Linked DNA regions of Mus musculus: region 1 is linked to region 2. A link is a contact called in public Hi-C data. All regions are on one chromosome and are shown on one strand. Each heading gives the region's core, a stretch centred on a gene start, on an enhancer-like site or on the middle of the called end of the contact. The rest is flanking DNA. Distances are from core to core; before and after follow the strand shown.

Evidence for each region. A called contact is a pair of places that touch in the nucleus more often than the background predicts.
Region 1: a contact with region 2 is called in a Hi-C map of B cells, with 4 times the contacts expected there. The contact joins the enhancer-like site here to the promoter of 4930597A21Rik in region 2. A contact is called at or near these places in 1 of 39 promoter capture datasets (the SN4741 cell line) and 2 of 484 Hi-C or Micro-C datasets (B cells and embryonic stem cells).

Annotation. Positions count from the first base shown.
Region 1 is chr11:45,259,178-45,261,877 of GRCm38.p6, reverse strand. No RefSeq gene overlaps it. Among named protein-coding and RNA genes, the nearest start is that of Gm12159, 140 kb to the right of the region's middle. Within about 2 kb of position 1,342, at least 4 of the 459 cell types and tissues checked have an H3K27ac peak or open chromatin away from gene starts, as enhancers often do. A contact at or near this core is called in B cells, where this site is marked.
Region 2 is chr11:44,585,042-44,587,741 of GRCm38.p6, reverse strand. 4930597A21Rik (RIKEN cDNA 4930597A21 gene) reads right to left here and starts at 1,425. Exons shown (of 4, transcript NR_126460.1): 1 at 1,392-1,425; 2 at 265-440.

The DNA.
Region 1 (2,700 bases), core at 93-2,592, 670 kb before region 2:
AGCATGCTGGGAAACAAACACTGAGCCTGGATGGAGGAGACACTGCAGGTTGAGCCCTCCGATTATTCTCTCTTAGGGGGAAGTAGATAAAGTACAAAATTTTGCCTGGCAGTGATGGTCGAGGGCAGCTGAATCCTGTCACAGAAAATTTAGAGGCCCTCCCCTTTTTCATTTCCCTCCATGAACTTCTGCCTGTAGTAATAAAAACCCCCATGTTCCTGTCTGTGTCGCTTCATCTTAGGAGGCTGACTTTTATATGAATCTTTGTCCCCGTGTGGGGCAGCTGAGTATTATTTCGGCCTCATCTTACCGATAAAGCAAGGGAAGTGTGTGACATTAAATGATTTGCCCAGGTCACCTAGAAAGTCAGTGATGGAGTCTTCAAGAGAAAGACTTCTTCATTCCCTATCCAGCCACCAGAGGAGCCAGCAAAGTGAGGGAGAGGCCAGTATTAACCACTAATCACTTGCCATAACCTCCTTCCAATCCTGTTTGTATGTATGTATTATCTTTCTCTCAGTCTCTCTGTCTCTGTTTCTCTCTCTGTCTCTGTTTCTCTCTCTTTCCCCCCCCCCTCTCTCTCTGTGTGTGTGTGTGTGTGTGTGCATTTTTCTGTGTAAGTGTGGTCAGTTACATGTCATAGCACACACATGCAGGTCTTGGATGTTTGCCTTCACCTCCTGCCTTGTTTGAGGCAGGGTCTGTTTGTTGTTCCAGGCTATGTGCACCTACAGGCATTCCCTAGTCTCTGCCTCCCACCTTCCACCTTGCCATAGCACTGGGAATGCCAGTATGTGCTATGACACCAGAGTTTTACATGGGCTCTGAGACTTCAAACTTAATATTCTGCTTGCACAGCAGCAAGTATCTTACTCACTGAATCACCTCCTCTGGCTTGGTTTGTTTTTAACTGTATAGCTGGCTTTTCTGTAAGGCTACATAATAATACATCATCAGAATGTAGAGATTATAAGCATTCTTCTATGAGCAAAATTTACTAAATCCAGGAGCCGGGAAACAGCAGGGGACACTGAACAATGTTGACAATGACCATATCTCTGTGGAGCAGGATTAGAAGACTCTAGAAGAAAGATTTGTTCTGGGAGCATTTAACCCTTGGCTCTGAATCTCAGGATGGCCTCTTAGCACCTGAGCTACTTAAAGCAAGTTCTCTGAATCTCTCTCACTCTCAAGATGGGAGGTTAAGTGTCTACTGCAAGATACTTGTGAGAATTCCACGAGTCTACACAAGCACGTACTAATGTGAGCATACACAGGAGGTAGGGAAGTGGAGCTTTCATTTTGGCCATAGGGTAGCATAGCAGTGCAGTAGACAGCATTTCCACATTTCCTGTATTTGAGCCAGTCAGTAATCATGAGGTTCTTGGCTGTGAGACTGAGGACACAGGCTACCCAGGGTTCTCTCTCTCTCTCTCTCTCTCTCTCTCTCTCTCTCTCTCTCTCTGTGTGTGTGTGTGTGTGTGTGTGTGTAATAAGTTCTGTATCATATTTACAGGTAATTGTTAATTTCTTCTTAAAGGGAGGATATTATTTTGTTGACTTCTGAAAAGAGGACAGACATATAACAGATTATGCCTCAGACAGTATGCTCCTCAGTATACAACTCTGGAAGGCTGGATGCTTGCTGCTGTCGTGACTATTTCCGTTTTCTGTTTGGCTTTCAGTCATCTGATGGAAGTCACCCTCAACCCCATTCCCTAGTCTTTCCCCTAGTTTATTTAGAATCCATATACATTATTAGCAAACTGATGAACATTGTTGATAAATGATTGAATGAAAGACTAAGAGGAGTTGGGGTGCAGGATATTAGGTTTAAGCTGGGGTTCTAGAGACTGAGTACATTTGAGGTTCTTGTCTGTCTCCACGTGGCATATATGAGTGTACAGGTTCATGTGTGTCTGTGTATGCACATCCATCTATGGGGTGTGTGGAAGTTAGAGATTAATACCAAGTGTCTTCTTTAATCACATGCCTACGTATGTTTTGAGACATGGTCTCTTATTGAACCCAGAGCTCAATGATTTGGCTAGGTTCTCTGGACACAGTAAGCTCTGGAGACCATTCTGTCTCTGCCTTCTCAGTGCTGAGATTATTGACTGATGCTGCCAAGCCCAGATTTCTACATGAGTACTGGGGATGTGAATACTGGTACTTATGCTTGCACAGCAAGTATTTTATAGATCAGAGTATCTCAGCTCTCTCCATCTCTTTTTATAGATATCCTACATGTATGAGGAACAACCTCGATCTTACAGAACCATGTGCTCATCCATTAGGCTAGCATAGCATCAACTTCTCTCTGAGTAGATGATGGATTTTAGATGTGAGTTACCCATGGAGGCATGAGTCTGCACACTTGCACATCGCATTCTGATGGGGAAAATAAAACAGATAACTAGCAGATATACCATGTGCCAGAAGGTTCCAAGTCCTGGGAAGGAAAAGGAAGCCAGATTCAAAAGGTCAGAGACAGAGTACAGTTTCAGACTGGATCATCAGGGACCATAGGTAAAGGGGAATTGAGCAGAGATTGAAGGGAAAAGCTGAACCTGTGCCTAGGAGAGGAAAGGGATAGGGGACCAGGATCAGCCAAAGCATACTTTCAGGTTTGGCTTTTACTCTAATGGTCGCTGCAAGCCACAGGAATGAGGAGAGGCAGCTGGAGTCAGGATAGTCATG
Region 2 (2,700 bases), core at 176-2,675:
ACACAGGACAAAAACACAGCAAGTGCCAGGCCCTGACCTTCAGCACATAGTACCTAGGTCAGATTTAATTACCCCACTCTAATATATATATGGAGGGGTGTGTATTTATACATATGTGTGGAGCCAGTATGTGTTTATATTTTCATGGTCACATATGTGTGGCTGCACATGTATGGTGGTGCATGTGTGCATGTGTGTGCGCATGAATGTGGTAGTCCAGAGTTGAAGGCAAATGTCTTCTTCAATCAATCCCCCCTTACTTACGGAGGCAGGGTCTCTCTTTAACCCTAAAGGTCTCCAATTCTGGCTAGTCTCACTAGCCAACTTGCCAAGGGGATCTTTACGTCCCGGGTTCTGGAATTACTGGCAGCCAGTCCTCTTGCCTGGCTGATCCACTGGATCATATCTACAGTCTCTAAGTTATTCCCTCTGGGTACCTTCTACTTATGCAAGGGAAAAGGTTTACATTTGTGATTGTAACATTATTGAGATCTCTTTACTTCCATTTACATAAACAGAGATAAACACAAATGAGATAAATAAGGGGGTGTGGGCCTGGAGGTCCATCCCATATACAATCACCAAACCCAGACACTATTGTGGAAGCCAACAAGAGCTTGCTGATAGGAGCCTGATATAGCTGTCTGCTGTGAGGCTTTGCCAGTGCCTGACAAATACAGAAGTGGATGCTCACAGTCATCCATTGGACGGAGCACAGGGTCCTCAATGAAGGAGCTTGAGAAAGTACCCAAGGAGCTGAAGTGTTTTGCAGCCTCATAGAAGGAGCAACAATATGAATTAACCAGTACCCCCAGAGCTCCCTGGGATTAAACCACCAATCAAAGAAAACACATGGTGGGACTCATGGCCCTAGTTGCATATGTAGCAGAGGATGGCCTGGTCGGTCATCAATGGGAGGATAGGCCCTTGGTCCTGTAAAGGCTCTATGCCCCAGTATAGGGGAATGCCAGGGCCAGGAAGCAGGAGTGGGTGGGTTGGTGAGCAGGGGGAGGGGGGAGGGGGAGAGGATGTTTTGGGAGAGGAAACCAGGAAAGGGGATAACATTTGAAATTTAAATAAAGAAAATATCTAATTTAAAAAAAAATAAGGGGGTGTGGGGCAGAGGGAGGGGCAGGCTGACAGAGTAAACAGTAATGGGTCCAGAGTGGTCCAGAGAAAAATTTCTCGTAAGAACACTGAAACACTTTCAATCAGAAAATATCAGCTTAAAGGCTACCCTAATCCCTACCTTAAAGCTTACCCTAATCATTTTACACATAAGGAAACCAGGGCCTGGGGGTCAGCAGGAATCACCCAGTCCACAGTATGAAATGGTAGACACAAACTTAATCTAAAACTTCGTTCTCCACCTCCATTACCTCTAACCTTACTTAATTTGTAGGTCTTTCCAAGTCTGTGTGTGTTAGAATTGCTTAAATGTATCTGCTTTAAGAATCCAAGAACAACGGATGCACCCACAAAGGCAGTTGGAAAACTGAACAAACTGCAGGACCATGGTGACATCTAGTGGTAATCTTTGGTAGTGCACCTGTCTAGAAGACCTTTGATTTAATCAGGCTTACCATGAAAGCAGAAATATTCTTTTGTACACTGTTCCCTAGTTTGAGTTTGTCTGCTATGGTTATGAGATATACTTGAACAGTAATCCCACATATAGGATTATATGCTGAAGAATATATATATATATATATATATATATATATATATATATATTCAAATCATAGCAAAAGGCACATGACAAAGGCTTGTCATGGCACTGGTTATATTGAGTGTTTGGTTACAGTGGTCCTGACCACCAAGATTCCATCTTAGAAAGCTGCTGTGAATTCTCTTCTAATTAATAAGGGATTCATGGAGTAACAATGTTCGAGTTTGCAAAGCTGATGTTTTTGCTTGAAACCTCAATGAAGTAACAGTTGCAAAATAGTAACCTAATGCTGTCATTTTTTACTCTAATTTTACTCATTAGGATTTTAACATAAAAAGGGAACCTTCCCTATACTCCCATTTTTTATTAATTAATTCTTACATCATCCAGAGTCTTAGATTTCATGAGCTGACTCAGGTATAGATGACATCATCTGTATCTGAAGTGTCAGACGTAGATTACAGTTCTACATTAATTACAGAGTATATCTAAAGCTTCCTAATTTGCTGCAGTGGAGATTGGACTAGGGTGCCATGCATGTGAGGCTATTGCTCTGCCTCTGAGCCACAAAGCGAGCCCTCTGAACCTTTACACAACCTGTATCCAGGCCGAGCCCTTGCCTTAACCCCAACTATCACGCTTAATTTTGAATAAAGGAAGTGTAGTGTGAACCAGAGAAATGTCCTGAAATATAACCCTGCCTATCCAAAAAAAAGAAAGAAAAAAAGAAAAAAGGGAAAGAAAGAAAGAGAGAGAGAGAGAAAATAAGAGAGAGAGAGAGAGAGAGAGAGAAAGGAAGGAAGGAAGGAAGGAAGGAAGGAAGAAAGAAAGAAAGAAAGAAAGAAAGAAAGAAAGAAAGAAAGAAAGAAAGAAAGAAAGAAAGAAAGAAAATGGAGTTTCAATTGGGAAGTTGTCTATTGGCACTGGGGTTTTTTTTTTTTTTCCATTTTTTATTAGGTATTTAGCTCATTTACATTTCCAATGCTATAACAAAAGTCCCCCTTACCCACCCACCCCCACTCCCCTACCCA